Regions from separate parts of the Mus musculus genome. Here regions 2, 3, 4, 5 and 6 are each linked to region 1. A link is a contact called in public Hi-C and HiChIP or PLAC-seq data. All regions are on one chromosome and are shown on one strand. The core of a region is the stretch at or near the end of the contact, and the rest is flanking DNA. Distances in the headings are between cores, read along the strand shown. Region 1 holds the start of Sox11 (SRY (sex determining region Y)-box 11). Region 2 has its middle 19 kb from the start of 1700020D12Rik. Region 3 overlaps Gm46326 (a long non-coding RNA gene). Region 4 has its middle 7.0 kb from the start of Gm46326. Region 5 has its middle 68 kb from the start of 1700020D12Rik. Region 6 has its middle 100 kb from the start of 4933409F18Rik.

Evidence for each region. A called contact is a pair of places that touch in the nucleus more often than the background predicts. HiChIP or PLAC-seq counts read pairs in DNA pulled down with a chosen protein or histone mark.
Region 2: an H3K4me3 HiChIP or PLAC-seq map of neural tube shows a contact between it and region 1, with 10 times the contacts expected there. The contact joins the enhancer-like site here to the promoter of Sox11 in region 1. A contact is called at or near these places in 6 of 39 promoter capture datasets (cranial neural crest, frontonasal cranial neural crest, hippocampal neurons and 3 more), 6 of 484 Hi-C or Micro-C datasets (cerebellum, cerebral cortex, cortical neurons and 3 more) and 13 of 115 datasets of contacts at active chromatin or transcription factors (astrocytes, craniofacial prominence, differentiating embryonic stem cells and 9 more).
Region 3: a contact with region 1 is called in a Hi-C map of the N1E-115 cell line, with 8 times the contacts expected there. The contact joins the enhancer-like site here to the promoter of Sox11 in region 1. A contact is called at or near these places in 2 of 39 promoter capture datasets (hippocampal neurons and second pharyngeal arch cranial neural crest), 7 of 484 Hi-C or Micro-C datasets (the N1E-115 cell line, cerebellar granule neurons, cerebellum and 3 more) and 13 of 115 datasets of contacts at active chromatin or transcription factors (astrocytes, cardiomyocytes, craniofacial prominence and 10 more).
Region 4: a contact with region 1 is called in a Hi-C map of the N1E-115 cell line, with 10 times the contacts expected there. The contact joins the enhancer-like site here to the promoter of Sox11 in region 1. A contact is called at or near these places in 4 of 39 promoter capture datasets (the 3T3-L1 cell line, hippocampal neurons, maxillary cranial neural crest and 1 more), 1 of 484 Hi-C or Micro-C datasets (the N1E-115 cell line) and 7 of 115 datasets of contacts at active chromatin or transcription factors (craniofacial prominence, embryonic forebrain, embryonic hindbrain and 4 more).
Region 5: a contact with region 1 is called in a Hi-C map of cortical neurons, with 2.3 times the contacts expected there. The contact joins the enhancer-like site here to the promoter of Sox11 in region 1. A contact is called at or near these places in 4 of 39 promoter capture datasets (the C10 cell line, hippocampal neurons and liver), 2 of 484 Hi-C or Micro-C datasets (cortical neurons and myocytes) and 11 of 115 datasets of contacts at active chromatin or transcription factors (astrocytes, craniofacial prominence, embryonic basal ganglia and 8 more).
Region 6: a contact with region 1 is called in a Hi-C map of cerebellum, with 3 times the contacts expected there. The contact joins the enhancer-like site here to the promoter of Sox11 in region 1. A contact is called at or near these places in 9 of 39 promoter capture datasets (the 3T3-L1 cell line, cranial neural crest, embryonic stem cells and 6 more), 16 of 484 Hi-C or Micro-C datasets (the N1E-115 cell line, cerebellar granule neurons, cerebellum and 11 more) and 19 of 115 datasets of contacts at active chromatin or transcription factors (astrocytes, cardiomyocytes, craniofacial prominence and 14 more).

What each region holds. Positions count from the first base shown.
Region 1 is chr12:27,341,263-27,344,067 of GRCm38.p6, forward strand. Sox11 (SRY (sex determining region Y)-box 11) reads right to left here and starts at 1,456. Exons shown (of 1, transcript NM_009234.6): 1 at 1-1,456. The coding sequence starts at 1,146.
Region 2 is chr12:26,630,668-26,633,472 of GRCm38.p6, forward strand. No RefSeq gene overlaps it. Among named protein-coding and RNA genes, the nearest start is that of 1700020D12Rik, 19 kb to the left of the region's middle. Within about 2 kb of position 1,359, at least 51 of the 459 cell types and tissues checked have an H3K27ac peak or open chromatin away from gene starts, as enhancers often do. A contact at or near this core is called in cerebellum, cortical neurons, craniofacial prominence and 4 more, where this site is marked.
Region 3 is chr12:28,054,983-28,057,787 of GRCm38.p6, forward strand. Gm46326 (a long non-coding RNA gene) reads left to right here. Exons shown (of 3, transcript XR_003950132.1): 3 at 1-1,058. Among named protein-coding and RNA genes, the nearest start is that of Gm46326, 11 kb to the left of the region's middle. Within about 2 kb of position 1,334, at least 2 of the 459 cell types and tissues checked have an H3K27ac peak or open chromatin away from gene starts, as enhancers often do. A contact at or near this core is called in the N1E-115 cell line, where this site is marked.
Region 4 is chr12:28,036,936-28,039,740 of GRCm38.p6, forward strand. No RefSeq gene overlaps it. Among named protein-coding and RNA genes, the nearest start is that of Gm46326, 7.0 kb to the right of the region's middle. Within about 2 kb of position 1,461, at least 8 of the 459 cell types and tissues checked have an H3K27ac peak or open chromatin away from gene starts, as enhancers often do. A contact at or near this core is called in the N1E-115 cell line, where this site is marked.
Region 5 is chr12:26,679,059-26,681,863 of GRCm38.p6, forward strand. No RefSeq gene overlaps it. Among named protein-coding and RNA genes, the nearest start is that of 1700020D12Rik, 68 kb to the left of the region's middle. Within about 2 kb of position 1,388, at least 17 of the 459 cell types and tissues checked have an H3K27ac peak or open chromatin away from gene starts, as enhancers often do. A contact at or near this core is called in cortical neurons, where this site is marked.
Region 6 is chr12:26,733,068-26,735,872 of GRCm38.p6, forward strand. No RefSeq gene overlaps it. Among named protein-coding and RNA genes, the nearest start is that of 4933409F18Rik, 100 kb to the right of the region's middle. Within about 2 kb of position 1,369, at least 8 of the 459 cell types and tissues checked have an H3K27ac peak or open chromatin away from gene starts, as enhancers often do. A contact at or near this core is called in cerebellum and stem cell-derived motor neurons, where this site is marked.

The DNA.
Region 1 (2,805 bases), core at 206-2,705:
GTCCCCCGCGATCATCTCGCTCAGCTCCGGCGTGCAGTAGTCGGGGAACTCGAAGTGGGAACCCAGGCTGCCCTCGCTGAAGGAATCCAGGTCCTTATCCACCAGCGACAGGGACAGGTTCCCCGCCGCTCCCGCGCCCAGTGGCTGCTCGCAGGCGCTGTGCGCGCCCTGGGAGAAATTCAAGCTCAGGTCGAACATGAGGTCGTCTGCATCCTCGGCGCCGCTGCCGCTGCTGCTGCCGCTGGATGAGGAGGTGGACACGCAGCGGGAGGACGCGGGCGACAGCGCGGGAGGCGCGGGCGGAGGCTGCTGCTTGGTGATGTTCTTGAAGCTGTAGTAGAGCCGGCCGCCCGCGCGCACTTCGTCGTACAGGCTCGCGCCCTCGGGGGACTCGGCGGCACTGCTGAGCGTGGGGCTGGCGGGGACCTTGGCCACGCTGTAGCGCCTCAGCAGCTGAGGGGGTTGCTGCTGCGTCGGCGGCGGCAGCAGGTGCGAGTGCGCGGGCTCGTCGTCGTCGTCGTCAGCGTCCGGCTTGGGCCGTAGCTGCAGCTCGTCATCTTCGTCGTCGTCTTCATCGTCGTCGTCCAGGAAGACGCACTTGGCTGCCTTGCCCGCGGCGCAGTCCCCCGGCTGCGCCGCCTTGCCCGCGCCCGCCTTGCCCGCAGGCGCCTTGAGCTTGGCGCACTTCTTGCCGGGGCCCTTGGCTGCCTTGGCGCCCGCCGCGCTCTTGTCGGGGCTCTGGCCCGCGCTGGGCTTGGCCGCTGGGTCCGTCTTGGGCTTTTTGCGCGGCCGGTACTTGTAGTCGGGATAATCAGCCATGTGCTTGAGGCGCAGGCGCTCCGCCTCCCTGATGAACGGGATCTTCTCGCTGTCCTTCAGCATCTTCCAGCGCTTGCCCAGCCTCTTGGAGATCTCGGCGTTGTGCATGTCGGGCGACTGCTCCATGATCTTCCTGCGCTCGATCTTGGACCACACCATGAAGGCGTTCATGGGCCGTTTGATGTGGCCCGACGCCGTCTTGCACCAGTCCGGGTCGCTCTCGTCCAGGGCCACCGGGCTGCACGCCATGAACTCGCCCTCCTCGGTGTCCAGCGCGTCCCGGGGCAGGTTGCTCTCGGCTTCCGAGCTCTCGGCCTGCTGCACCATGGTCCGCGGCGGGGCTGGGCGCTCGGTCTCCTGCGCGGGCGCCCCTCCCCCTCCCGCCCCTCCACCTTCTCCGGCAAGTTGCAAAGTCCTTGGCCGCGCGCGTCCGCGGCTGCCCCCCTCCCCCCCGGCCCCGTTCCCTGCTGCGTCGGCGGCTGCGGCGGCGACCGGAGAGGAGGCGGCGGCGGCCCGGGACCCGCGCTCTCTCTCTCACTCGCTTGATTTCTCGCTCTCTCACTCCTGGCAGCCGCCGCAAGCGCCGGACCCCAAGCACTCCCAGGCGCGCGCGCTTCTTCTGCAAAAAGTTGAGGGCTCTCTCTCAACTCGTTATCAGGGTGTCATATGGGTGACATCACTACTCCCACCAGCCAATGGCTGGTCCCGACTCCGCCTATCTCCCGTTATTAACCACGGGCCCCACCTCCAGCCCCGCCTCCTGGCCAGTTTGCAAAGATGGGGGGCGGGGGGAGTTGTCTAGAAATATGTTATTTTTTCAAAAGAAATCCGCGAGTGCGCACAGCTGCGCGTGTCCCCCGGGCGGATGCAGGACGGAGCGAGAGACGCCAGCGCGGACTCAAGGGCGCGGGACGATGGACTGAACCCCAGTGCAGATGCACCCACCCGGGCACCGCGAGTGGGTGCCCCTGCTCATCCTGGGCGCGTCGCGCCCTAAACCCGCGCGCGATCGCGCTGCGCCGCTATCCAGCAGAAGGTGGCGCTTCGACACCGCGCGGCACCGTGCACGTGGGCTCATCCTCCGGTTCTTTTTCTCCCTCTTTCTAGAGCCCGGTCGCCGGGCCCTCCCTCCCCCCCTCCCCGCGCACCCGCAGGGTTTTGTCCCGTCTCTCCCCCTCTCGTTTTCCCTCCTGGATCGCGCGCATCTGCCGGTTCGGCTGGAGTAACGGTCTTCGGAGACCGCCGTGTCCGGGCGGCTCCGGAGCGGTTCGGAAAGGAGTTCACGGATTCAGGCCGGATCGGTGAAACAGCCCGGGACTCAGCATCGCCGCCCCTCCCCCACTTTCTACTCCATAGGCCTCCCCAACTCCCCGCGTCCCGCCTCCTCTGTCCATCACCTACGCCCTCCTCCCCTGCAGCTCGGTCCTGAAACCCTAGCTCTGCCTCCCAGCACGCACCTTCTGGGTCATTTGCTATTTTAACCCAACGGTACAAACCAAAGCTAAAATGAAGTGCACTCTCGTTTAAAGCGAAGATATTTCTTATTTGCCTGCTAAGGCTGCCGCTGGAGCGGTGGCTCCTGCCTACTGGTTTTGCCGGGCTCCTTGGAAACTCGCTTCTCTTTGTGTTGTCTCTTACCCACCTATGGCTCTTCTGAGGACAATGAAACGAAGCCTTTCTGCTTTCTGTTTAACGTGGCTGCTCACCCTGTTTTCCTCATACCTACCCACTGTCAGTTCTGGGGGCTGGTTCTTAAGATCTACAGCCCCTCACCCCACCCGGAGTTGCTCACCCGAGAAATCGGCCGCCCGGGACTAGTGGAATTATCTAAACATATTTCCTTTCAGGTTGGTGTACTGCACAGGGTACTACACTTCTCATCTCCCACACATCCCCACTCCGGACATAGAATGGTGCCAGGTCTTCATAGGCCATTTTATTTTTAAAAAGGGGGGAGGGGTCCCTGTATTTCACCCTTATCGTATT
Region 2 (2,805 bases), core at 109-2,608, 710 kb before region 1:
TCCTAATGCTTTTTAAGTAGAAGATGCTAAAATTTAAACCGATTGCATTTGCTGACATGAATTCACCCACCAAGATCAGTTTACCATTAAGCTTACTGGAGATCTTCAGGGCTCTGAAAGAATCTTTAGATGGCGTCTATGCACTGGAACTCTGTTCCGGAGCTTGCTTCTCGTGAGTGGTTTCTCTATACTTTTCTTCCCTTGTTGCTTTAATTTATTACATGGAATAGGCAATGCCTAGGAAGATCTGACTGCACCCAAGGCCACAAGGGCTGCTTTGGTGTAGTTCAGACTTTGCAGAATCAATTTCACTGCTTCCTTTCTGTCTCTCTCTCTCTTAAATTATCTATCCATCCATCACACTTACGCCTCTGTATAAAAGGAGATTTTTTTTTAATCAAGCGGGTACTTTTCTTGATATGACCAAAGAAGTCACCCATGCTGTATGTTTATTCCCACCCCCACACCAAGCCTACACAGCTCATGGAGCTTTGTGGCCTCCAAAATTGGTTGCTTAATAGCTTAGCAATTTTCATGAATAGCTTCCATGGAAAAACTCTGGAAAAGGTCAAAAAAATTTTCCCCATTAACACTTCAAAAAAAACCAATTAATTGACTCATAGTGCCTGAGGGAAGAGCATCCCTATCCCAATTATAACAAGCTCTGTTTTGAATAGAAATTTAAATTCTTTCTAGGGAAACTTGAAGGTGAGATAGCTTTCTTACAGATTCTAGGTTTCTTTCATGTGGCTAAAAATAGAAGGGGCCCAGGGAAAGTCACATCACATGTGCAATCCAGAGCCTGCTGGTTCAGGACCACTGAAAACTAACCAGGGACTAGAGAAAAAAGGGGGTAGTAAAAAAAAGTAGGATAGTGAGTGTGTGTGTGTGTGTGTGTGTGTGTGTGTGTGTGTGTGTCAGGGGAGCAGACCACCATCTGCTACCCAAGCCACTACCAGTACCTAACATACTCTGCCCTGTTCCCTGGTAAACCGATAACCATGACATATGGATTTTAGGCCTCCTGACAAACATTGCGACCAGAAGCGGAGGAGCCTCCTGCATGAATTGTACACTCTCCTATGAGCAAGAGTGACAGAGCCGCTCATTTGTGGCTTTGTCTGCTTTTGTGCACCCAGTAAATAGAATCTCACTCAGGACACTAGCAGTGACCAATCCGTCTAATAAGGATCCTTACTAAGACTGGGTAGGGGAGCCTAGCATTTTGTTTTTCCTCTCATTTTTATGTAGGAAATCATAGGAAAACCATGAGGCAGGCAGCCCCCCTTCCATGCTGTGCTTTTGTGTTCAAAGATTGGTTGAGGCTGCCTTGCCAGTGAGATGAACACACTGTGTGGGGGTGGAGCTGGATGCTGCCTCTTAACCCCATGCATGCTGGAGGATTTTGTTACAGGGCAGACCTGGCTTTGCCAGTCTGAGAATAGGATTAATAAAATTTCTGTTACCCAAAGCAATATTGGGTTGTTCCCACATTGATCCTTAAAACTCTAATGGAAACAGCAACAAAATAATTGGGGATAAAATATAGATTTCTAGCCCCATTCAAAACTGTTAATTGTGGTGGTTAATAGAGTTATCAATTCGTTTTAGTGGTGTGTGCTGACCTCTCTTTGCTAAAGGTAGACATGGTTGCCTTGGGCTCCCAACAAACTGCCATAGAATGTAACTTTGATTTTCCCCAATTAACCCACAGGTAAACACTCTGGATACCTATTTCCAATCTCCCCTTTCTGTGAATGTTTGCATGTACTATGTCACATCTGTGCAATCTGTGTTCTTGCTTCCCTACATAATGATGTTGGGAGTTCTGTGGTAGAGGGTGACATACCAGTGCCCTATTGTGATAGCCAGCTGTTTCTCTAGGCTTGGGCATTTATGCATCTGTAAAGGGTTTGTCTTGTAAGTGAAAGAGCCTTTTGGCTAACTTTTGTGTCTACAAGTAATTATTCCCCTAGGTCTGGTGGCCAGAAGCTTCCCAGGTGCTGAAAATCCTAGAGGTTCATGATACATATGCCAAATAATTATGGGAAATCACAATGGGCTTTGAATGGAGGATAATGTAGGCAGTCCTTGCCTGGATCAAACCAAACCTCAGGTGACAGCTGCACATTCAAGAATATGGCCTTTTCGGGCTGGAGAGATGGCTCAGTGGTTAAGAGCACCGACTGTTCTTCAGAAGGTCCTGAGTTCAAATCCCAGCAACCACATGGTGGCTCACAACCATCCTGAGTGAGATCTGACTTCCTCTTCTGGAGTGTCTGAAGACAGCTACGATGTACTTACATAAAATAAATAAATAAATCTTTAAGAATATGGCCTTTGTTGTCTGTGCAACAGACTCAGGGTACATGAAATACCTTCTGTTAATCCCCCAAAGCATTGCTGTTTGACTGGCTATCATTTTCAGGCAAGTGTTCTGCTAGCAGTCTGAGTATGCTGAGTAATATTGCATGTTCAAGTAGTACAAGTACTTTCAAAAGTTTTGTGCCCTTTAAGATGAGTAGTAAACATGTTTTCTTTATTCTCCAAAAGGATGCAGTGGCTTAGTTGTCCCTCCTCATCTCCAAGATAGTCTAAGACTTGAGTGAATGCCTGGGAATATAGATCCCACTGCAGTACATATTGCATGATGCTTTCCCAAGGGCAGCAATGGATCGATGACAACTGACAATAAGGACAATTACAGGAACATGCAATAATGAAAGATATATTAACATTTTCTTTCTTAAAATATCTATCGTATGGAGTGTGATACCCACCCATATTGGGGCTTAGAGAACAGCT
Region 3 (2,805 bases), core at 84-2,583, 710 kb after region 1:
CCACCACCACCACCACCACCACCACCACCACCACCACTACCACCACTCCTTCCACTTGCTTAGGGATTGAGTTTATTCTTCAGAGAGCAAGAAGATGACAAGAGGTGAGCATGTTTTCTGAACTTCACCTTGTAATTCTCAGCAAGAGGTAGCAAATCAAATGCTTGAGGATTTTTACTCTCCAGGATTCCACTCACAGCTCAGACCAGCAGTCAACCAAAGGAACTTTGGAATGAAAGTGGTCTGATTAACTGGTGCTGGAAACAAACACAGAGGTAAACCAATATTTAGATTTCAGGGCAAAGATCTACAGAGCAGAGATTTTTAAAAATCAGACTGAGTGAAATTTAGAGATTTAAAAAAAAATTTAATGGCTGTCTTCATGCATGAAAAATGAAGTGGCTTGTAACTCAGCAAAGCCATAACTCAGGTGAACACATACTGAAGAGAAGGACTAATCCCCTGGTGTAAAAGGCAGACGTGTTCAGAGGAGCCCAGCTATCAGCACAGTTCATTTTGTCATGGCAATGCTGTGCCGAGCATCACTGAGAGGTGAGCCTGGGCACAGGTGTGTGTACAGACAGGTATGCGCACAGATGGAGTGAAGGTGGCCCGGGTGATCTTACCCTCACAGCCTGTCCTCAACACCACCACTCAGCAGGGAGGGGACCGCAGCTGCTCTGACACTGCAGGGTGAGGTGTCACAGGGAGCTCTGAGACCATAGCTGTCACTCAAGGACTCATTAGCAATGGAAGGGAGTCAGTGAAGCCTGCTGTGTTGTCATCATGCTGGAGAGGGTTGGCTGCAGCCCAAATTAGCTTGCTTAGGGAGTGTGAATCAAAATGACATGTAATCTGACTGTTAATGAAAATTTCCTCTTGCTTCAGGCTTCAGATTCCATCCAGAGAGCTGTCATTTGGAAGACATGATTCATGATTCTCTCTCTCCTCTCTCTCTCTCTCCTTTCCTCCCTTCCTCCCTCCCTTCCACCTCTCATTTTACTTGCATTTCAAGTTGATATCAAATGTAAAAATAAATTTTAACCAGCAGTGCTTGAGCAACTGATGTGCAATGAATTTTATGGCTGAGTCAGTGGATCAGAGATGACAGGCCCCTGACAGAGAAGATTTAGAACAGGAATGGAGTTGCTGCTGCTCTGGGTCTGTCTGTGAAGAAGGAAAAGCTCCCATCCCAAATGGAACTACTTTTTTAGAAGATTAAAATACATTGCATGAAATTCTCCCCCCCCCAAAAAAAAGAAAGAAAGAAAAGAAAAAACCCTCAAAATCAAAATCAAATAAAACACAAATGAATGGTGAGTGGAAGTGCAGTCCCTGCTGGTAGTGAGATGGCATTTGTTTCTGATCCTGTTATGAAGCAAGGAGAGGACCATGCGATCTGATGAGGTGCCCACTGTGTGTGGCTACTGCTGACTTCTTACCACAAAGTACTCTGCCAAACTGCTTGGTATCAAGTGTGGTTATCTTTTTATTATTAAAATAGATTAAGAATTTCGATTTAAAAAAAAAAAACAGGCCAAAGTCTACAGATGTAGGAAGAAAGAAACTGTATGGCGGCCTGTCAACACCCTCTAATTGCTTAAAGTCATCAGGCTATATGTAAGAGAGAGAGTATTTTCAGGAAATTAAAAATAGAACAAAAAATTTTTTTAAATAATAAAAATTTAAAAAGTAGAACAAAAATGTCTCTTTGATAGAGAATAGGGCCTGGGTTTTGCTGGAAGTTCCCACTACAGTGCTTGCAGTATGTGTGAAAGGAGGTGTGCTGGAACCCTGTCCCTGCTCCACTTCCTTTAGAAACCTCAAAGTCTTCATGCCATAACTCAGGCAAACACATTTCTTGAAGATCTGAAGATATAAAAAGATATTGTTATTATTCTGCTCAACATTTAGCAACACAACTAATAATATTATTTACTATCATATTATTATATGGCATGTATGTATTATTATTCTACCCAATATTTTGCAACATAAATAAAACTGTTATTAACAGATAGATGATAACCTCTCTAAGAGAAAGTAGACTCAGAGCTCATTTCTGGTTCCATAATTATTGGTCTTCTGGGAAATCTTAGGAAACCAATTACCTGTTCTTCAGCTTAGTGGCTATGTGTCAAATATGCAGCACTGCAGTAATCACTTCTGATTCTTTTTCACATATATTATAAAGGAAGGCCTGTTCTCTGCATATCGACCAGTTTTGTATTAATCATCATCTGGTATTAAAAAAAAAACTTCTCTGACAAGGGGAGAGAGATGAATAACCTATGGGTAGTGAATTGCTACAGAAGGCAGTTGGTTTTTATACCCAGCTATCAGGATAATAATACTCAGTTCTTTCTTAGGGCCTATAACTAGAGAAACACGGGGTTTTGGCCCAGGTAACAATCCCAGCTATGAATTCAGTCATGTGAAGAGGGCTTTAAATTCAATCATAAAGTATCTGGATGCTCCTACAACATTCATGACATTGCTGTACCAGTAGCCATATTTCATCAGAGTAGTCATTACTGTAGTTCCCAGAGTTCACAGCTACATAAGGTCATTGAATTTTTTTCTACCCTAGCAGTTTAAATAGAACTTTGTAAGATACATATATTTTAAATAGAAGTAGATATAGATGATAGATAAAAGGATGATACAGTGATGATGATTATGATGAAGATAGATAGATAGATAGATAGATAGATAGATAGATAGATAGATAGATAGATAGATAATAGGGAGATAGAGAGAGATGAGAGAGAGAGAAAGAGAGAATTGTGTCCTTTAACCCATGGC
Region 4 (2,805 bases), core at 211-2,710, 700 kb after region 1:
AGTATAGAAGGAAGTGTTTAGAGAACTCTGTGCTCTGATATGGATATGGTTATGTGTCAAAATATACTGATGTACAGTCTCAAACAAAACTCTTTTCATATAGAATTACAGTGGAGAACTTTACCCTTGTGTTATGTTTGAAAATCAAGCTCCTTTGGAACCCTGAATGACAAAGGTTCATGACGTTCAGAACTGACTTATGGGATTTCAGTCCAGCATTGGCTTTCAGCCATGAGAGCAGTTGCTAGTGCCATTTCATCTCTTAAAAAGATAAAAAGTTAAAGCAAGGGACGAAGGAATAGCTCAGCACTTAAGAATAATCGATGGCCTTCCAGGGGACCCAGGTTCCATTAACAGCACTCACACGGTGGTCCACAACCATCCTTAACTCCAGTGCCGGGGGATCTGACATCCTTTTCTGATCTCTAGGATCATTTATTTTGTATAATTTTCCAAATTCTTATTATTACTTTGTAATTTCAATTTTTGTTGATGTCATGTCATTGAGCTCAAGAAAAAGTTGTAAAATGTGATCAGTAAGGAAATGGTACTGATTCTTCAGACTCTTTCCCCCTTTATTTGCTGTGGACATGGGGTTGTCTGAAGGCAGCAGCCATTTGAGTGATGTCCATATCTACGGTGCACATTTAAGAGAGAATACTAGAGCTATAGTTTCTACTGCACTGGGAGTGGAGTAGAAGCTCTAATTTAAATTCTCTTTGGAATACATGATCACTCATATAATGTTGTATTCACAAAAGCTATATTTGAAGATTTGGTATTGTTCATAAATAGATGAAAGGAGAACTCTGAAATGTGTCAGTTCCTCTCAGTGTCTGCTCTGTGTGACACACCCTTGTGTACACAAATTAAATGCATGCTCATGTGATGTTGCACTTGGATAGGAGCATCCTCAAGCAATTTCCACCAGTTGTTAACAAATATTTCCATAGACACATCAGTCACTCTTAACAGCATCTTAGTGTACTGTAACTACTTAATTGATCTAAACTTTTCTTTCTGTTGTATAGTTGGAGAAGCCAAACAAGGATAAAGCTCTGCTCTGAGATTTCTACACTTTGAAACAGGCATGTCTAAAATATTCAACACTGAGGCAAAGTGTAAATGACTGTGTCATGTGTAAATATTAGAGCTAAGCCATCAGAGTTATAGGTCAGTGGCAGAAAGCCCGAGTAAGGCACCTAAGCAGTCCCCAGCATGAAAACGAAAGAGGATAGTAACCCAAACTTCTCCTTTTTCAAGAGTAGTTGAGTGCTTCTTCACATATCTTCTTTAAAGAAATCGTTTACATACAGGCATGAGTTCATGTTTGAGACACCTAAGTGCGTAGTAGATGTTAAACCAGAGTTACAAGGAACAAAACAGCAAGTTGGAAAATTACCATGACCTCAGCAAAGCTCTGAGACATTGCAAACATTAATTGTGTAATAAATGTGGATTGCTGCCATTCCTCAGTTAATGTCACGTAATATTTAAAACTATGCCTAAAGTGTCCTTCAGGAACGTTTAACTGTGCTGTATCATTTTTATGCATGTTTTAATGGAGACCTCCAGTTGGCAATTTGACACAGCTCAACCCCAAACAGGACTATTGGGCTCAGCTTCCTTATATCCTTATATACCATTAGAGGGCTCTGTGCCCTCACCCCATGGTCCCTTCAGCAGTCAATGACAAGGAAGTCAGATTTGTGTCCTCTGCAGCCCTAGTCAATAAACCAATTCTCTTATCCTCATCTCTGATCTTACATTTTGCAAGCTGAACAGAGATAAGCCTGGGCAATGTCAGACAAGCCAAGGAGCACTGGACAAACTCATGGCTTGGCCGTGTTTACAGCGAGGTTTACCCTTGATATAAGAGAATAAGCACAGAGAAAATATTATGCCAATCCTGTTTACTTGATGAAAGATTAAGGGAGAGAGAAAGAGAGAGAGGCAGAGAGAGGCAGATAGGGAGGGAAGGAGGGAGGGAGAGAGGGAGGGAGGGAGGGAAGGAGGGAGGGGAGATGGAGGGAGAGGAGAAAGGGAGAGATCTGACTTTGTTTCTTACTCTGTTCCTACTCATCATATCACACACACACAAGCATATACACAAACACAGTCTCTCAAATTCTCATGCACGCGCATGCACACACACACACATGCACAGGCACATGCACACACATATACTCATACACACACACATGTTCACACCAGCCACCATTAGTCAATGAATTCTACTGCTCAGGCCAAGTTCAAATTAGGTGATTATATTTCCTTGCTCACGTCTATTTTCTCCAGTCCACAGAACTGAAAATTGCCATGTGCTGTAGCTGTTGGCCTGCCATTGTGTTAGAAAATAGAAATAACCCATTTAATGTCACTTGAATATGGGTCAGTGCTGGAGGAGATGCATTTCAGTGTAACTTTCTATCACAGGGACTGGTACTGTGTGTGTCAACTCTGTTGAAAGAGTCTTAGTGATACCGTGTGTGTGATGCTTTGATTTGCTTCTTTGTGAGAGTCTTACCAAAGTTGGATACCACTCACTACTCACTACATGGCTCAGCCACATTCATAGGTCTCCCTTTCCACTTGTTAGACTCATCTGACTCGCAATTCCACTTACAAAGGTGATTAACACAACTGTAACAAGAAACTTGCTGCCAGTTCTTCTCCCTTTCCTGTGAGTCCTCAGCAGTCTTGTTTCTATCTATCACAAACAAAGAAACAATCTCCAAAGAGATGAGAAACAGTTTTTTAAAGACTGAAGACCCTGATTTCTAAATGATTGTCATGAACAAGGTC
Region 5 (2,805 bases), core at 138-2,637, 660 kb before region 1:
GGAAGAGCAAAGTGTGGATACTTCGGTCCTTCATGGAAGTAGTACAGAGACAAAGTGTGAAGCAGAGACTGAAGGAATGACCATCTAGAGACTGCCCCACCTGGTGATCTATCCCATAATGCCATCTTGATCTCCAGCTAGAACTACATAAGTAGAGGAAGGCATTGTGTAAAACATGTGAACTGGGGTATTGCTAAGTATGTGTTTATGTAAGGACATGATGCCTGTTCATTCTACCAAGGAAAGGGAATCCTAGAACTGTCTCATGCATTGTCACATGGCATTTTTTTCAAGCCCTCCATGATAAATGACAAGTTGAATACAGACAAGCAATTCTAAATTCCAGAGAAGTAAGAAATAAATTATATCCAAACACTTCATTGTTGGGTGGACCTTATGTTTATATATAATTCCTATATAATATGTAGTAGTATGTTAAAACTTATTAACACAAAATTTCAAATTAGTTGAGTATACTGTATTTTTATCAGCTATACCTAAGAACTAGAAGTGGCTCAAAAACCAGAGAAAAAAGTTTTAGTTTCTCCACAAAACAAAATGTGTCCTTTAGGCAGTCTGGCCTCTTTCTCTTCGTTGTTGATTAATATAACAGGCATTTCATGAAGGTTTTAGAAACATTAACTAACTGGTCCTTGTTTATTTTTATGTTTATTTTATTATGTGTTTTTATTATTTATTTATCTTTTCGTGGATGAGAAACTGTAGGTGGAGAGATCCACTTTAGTGATATCGGTCCTGAAGAGCAGTGTCAGGACAGACATTTGTACCCTTTGATTCTTCATCCGTATTTGCTGACTGACATCAAAATGATTAATTGGATTATAAATAACCTAACCCATCTTGGTCAAAATCACAGGTCCAGAGCAGTAATTATATTTCTTGGCAATAGCCACTCTGCTTTGAATTGAAAAATGGCTGTAGAGGATTCCATCCAACTGTGTCTAGGAAGCAGCCCTGCTGCCATTGTCCCTGTGTTGGAGGCCATGCATTAAGATGCAGAGCATGATGAAGCTGTTCGTAGGGGGTGGTTCTCCACCATTTCCAGAAAACCCTATGCTTGATGAGTTTCCATTTCCAATACAAATGGTAGGAAAATGTGGTGTCGAGTAACTGCTTGGCTGTTAAGAATGATTGTCATACACGATTGGCTCTCTAGCAGTGGTAGGGTGAAAAGTAATTTCCTGACACGTCCTTTCACACATCTGAAGAGTAACCGAGCAGGGTCTTGCATCTGACTACACTTGCGGGGCTGGCATTCACAGCAACATAGATTTTTCCATTTAAAATTCAGTCCTTCTGGGAGACGCTGGGAGATGTGCTTGGAGCAGACAGAATCGACCAGCTTTTTTTTTGAGAAGGCAATCAGAGCTATTCCTTGCCTACTGAAATCAGTGTGTACACGCTGCTCAGGGAATCTGTTCTTTTTGTTACAGAGCAGATGTCTGTGAGGGGCTTGGCAGGCCCCACTCTGTCAAACAGTCCAGTTTTGACAGTTACTTGCTTGAGGGATGGCTGAAATGCAAAGTGTTTCTGATCAGAATATCATATTCATCTGGATGTTAATTACTGTGTCTGCCTTGATATAAATAATTAATTATGCAAAACCCACCCAGCTGCTGCTGGACAGAGTTAAGTGACTTGCTGTCAAAGTCTCATAGTACTCAAAAGGAAAGTTGGTGTAGCCAAGCCCCCGGGAGAGGGGTTGCTTATCATAGTGCCCCTGGGGTCAGAAAGAGAGAACCTTATCACTGAGTGTGGTGTATGTTTATGGGTGGGTGAGGGTTCAAATAAAGAAGTGTTTCTTTGGCTCAGGGTGTTACTCAGCCACTAAAGTGCTTGTCTAGTAAATACGAACACTGGTATTCGAGTCTCTAGAATCTACATGCAAGTCCAGGGGCATTGGCAGTCAATAGAAATCCCAGCATTGACAGACAGGAGGCAGAGACAGGTGAATTCCTGGAAGCTGATGGCCACGCAGTCAGTACTCCGACAAAAGTTCCAGGCTAAAGGAAGAACCTGTCCCCAACAACAACAAAATGTTAATGTGCCTGATGACTGACACCTGAGCTTTCCCTCTGACCACACATGAGCTGTACGTGTATGCAGGCACATAAACACATGCTCCACTGATTTTCTATATTTTTCATTAGAAGTATCTCCGGGTTTATACAAATGGATCTGCAAAGAAATGCCTTTCTCAAGTGCTATGGTAGTGCTCTGGGACTTTAGATATCACCTTGAGGGTCATTACAGGACCAAGTCTGCAGCCTCTCATGTTTAGTCAAACCCATGGGTCTCCATGGTCCTCACTGTCACACTGAGGAACAGGACAGCCCCAGTTTTACAGCCTCTCACCCTCCATCACACCTATGCGTCTCCGTAGCCCACAGTGTTGAATGGATAATCATCTTTCTTTGGTTCTCACGTCAGCTCTGAGATCTCCAGTTGGCTTCCTCCCTTCTGTGGATTTATAGGAGATCATTACTTGGGTCAGGAATGCCTGTGAGGATGTCTGGTCTTCTGAGATATGATAATGCATCCATTTAAAACATTTTATCTCTAATTGATCCAGGCACGAGTGACTCATGTTTAAATATAGCTCAGTGTTTGATTGATATATAATAAGTGCTAATTCCAAGTAATACTTTTTTTTTTTGGCCAAATACCATCACATACAGCAAAAGTCATTGGAAAGGGAGGGTAAATCACCTAAAAAAAAGAGTCTTTATTAGATTTGTCAGATGGTTTTGAATAAATATTGATATTTCTGTAAACAAAGCAAGC
Region 6 (2,805 bases), core at 119-2,618, 610 kb before region 1:
TTACATTTCTTTCTTTCCTCTTTGAAGACCACTAGCTGCTTGATTGTATTTTTCTATATTTCTTTAAAGGATTTACTAGTGTCTCTTTAAAAGCTTCTGTCATCTTCAGAAGATTAAATTTTAGGTCATTTTCTTTTGCTTCAGGTGTGTTAGGATATCCAGGGCTTGCTGTATTAGAATGGGTTCTAGTGCTCCAATATTGCCGTGGCTTTTATTGATTGTGTCCTTATACTGGCCTTTAGCTCTGTGGCTGTCCTTGGTGTTGGCAGGCCTGGTGGTCCCTGGCTGCAAGAGGTATCTGGGGATGCAGGCAGACCTTATAGTCCCTGATGGCAGGATTGCATGTAGAACTGACTGTCTTGGCTGGCAGCAGGCTTCCAGGGCTGCAGGCAGAACTAGTAGTCCCTAATGGCCTCAGGCTTCTTGTTGTCCCAGGTGGCAGCAGGCCTTCAGGGCTACCAGACAAGCTGTGGCCTAGGGAATGAGTTGCAGAAGGGTCAGGGCAGAGCTCTGTAAATGTTTGTTTGTAGATACTCTTTATATATTCTTGATACAAGTTTTTAATGTGTAGAACAGATACATAGTTTTCAGTCATTCAAATAGCATGTTGTTGACAAAACAACTCATAGCATGTAGCTAAGCATATAAAATACTTCATTTAGGAAACTAACATTTCTGGGACAAATTAACTATATGCCTAAAGTATAGGTCTCTTTATATTCTTAGCTACTTTTTTTTTAATCAGGCTCAAGGCCATCTGTTAGTGGAGGACCAGATCACTATTTAGATAATCAGACCAGAATCATTGAGTGCTCTGGCAAGCATCCTGCCTGTAGCAGCAGTCAGAACACCTGAACAAAGGTTATAAGAGGATTGAATGGGTTGCACTGAACCACAAGGGGGAGGTGTCTGACTTTAACTGAGACAGATGAAATTTACTCTGCTGACCCCCGAGTGAATGAGAAATTAAAGGCACAGCACACCCACCTGACTACTGGTCCTGGTGAACATTTAATTTTTTTTCCTTCACCAGAGTCTGAGGCACTAATTCAATGAAATAATTTAACATACCAAGATGATTGAAAGACAGGTTTTGAAATGTAAGCCATGTCATCTGCTGCCTTTATCTTGACACCTGCCAATCCAAAGGACACCCAAGGTGGACAGGACAGAGCATGCTAGTGGAAATATCCACTTAATGCCTTTTAAACTGTTGTTTAATTTTTCTCCTGACACCTGGAGAAATGCAAAGAACATGTCTTATGGAGTCTAAAGTGCAGAATTATTAATCAGTGCTTGCACCCAGCAGACACTGGGCTCCTCTGGTGGTTCGAGGTCTCAGAATTGCAGCAATGAAAAATGGTGCTGATGGGGGAGGGCATGTGACTCTTGTCTGTTTGAGTTTATCACAGCCTTCTGTTTACTCTTCATTACCTCAGAGCAAAGGCAAAATTGCTTTGAAGGGTGAGGCAGTTGTTCCATCGTCCGCTGTTCTCTTAATTGCCAATCCCATTAATCAGAATCGGGGATCAGGCTTGGCTACGTGCTCACTGGGGATAGAGCAGGTTTGGGTCCACAGAGTTTAGTGTGCTAATGACAACTGCCTCTTGTCATATGTTAGTCAAGAGTGACTCCCCCTAATCTGTAAACCATGTGACAACCTGAGCATATGGTGGCAGCTGAGAAGACAGAATGCTGTGTCCCACGGACAGGGGCTAGGGACTTGGGCTGGAGTTTCACAGGAACAGAGGGCAAGAACACAGGAGGGTAGGAGCCTGAGAGAGCTGATCAAGGCAGGCTCTCACATTCTGGTCACAAATAACAAGGTACACATGTCCCTTCAGAGACGCTCTTGAATCAAGTGGCCACACAAGCCCTGTGTCCTTTTTGTCTCATGTTACATACTGTTAAGAGTCCCACACCAGGTTTTGAAGAAAGGTGTATAATAAATAATTAAAGGTTAAAATGGCTTTCTGATTCGGCCAATGCTCTCCTGGGGGGGTGAAGGGGGGCTGTGATGTAAGCCAATGATCAGTTCCAGAATGTTCTTGGCTGGGACTGCAATATAACTTCCTTTTCCTAACTACCTAAAGCTTTGGAGCTTGGGTATCGTCACTGTGGATAAGTCTCTCTGGGAGACTCCATGGTTTGGGGAGGATCATTTATTATACTAAGGCAGAAAGCAAATAGAGGACAGGGCATAGGCCTTTTGGTATTCCATGCTTCCCTCGATATTTTTGACACCCCACTTCTGAAGCAAAGACCTGCTTCATGCTACCTTTTAAGATAAAACCACAGCAAGTAACTGTGTGCTGGTAAGTGTGGGGTTGGAGAGCCCTGAATCCCATGGGTTCCTATAGATGCAGGGAAGTGTTTAAGTGGTACAGACACTGTGGAGGCCCTGACAGGGTGCTGATGCTTTGTTTGTGTTGGATGACCTGGAGAGCTGGCTGCTGGTCTTTGAGTAATCGCTCCTGTCAACTTGTTAAACAGGAAAAAACAAATGCACTAGAGAAGAACCATGACCCTTTCAGGTAAGGCCTCTATGGGGGCCACATTCCCCTGGTGGCCTTGGGGTAAAGAGGTGATAAGGATTGCCCTCACCTGGGGCATGAGAAACCCTTTCTTAGGCAGAACAGGGATAGAGGGATTGAACTAATGACCCAAGAGCCTAGTACAAGCCTTGCTTTAGTCTCCAAGTACTCATATTTCTGTCCACCCATGTTTCTACCCCCACAAAACAATTTCTTCCCCATGTGACTAGTGCAGTCCTTTGAGCCATAAAAGTCTCCAAAGGTTGGAGGT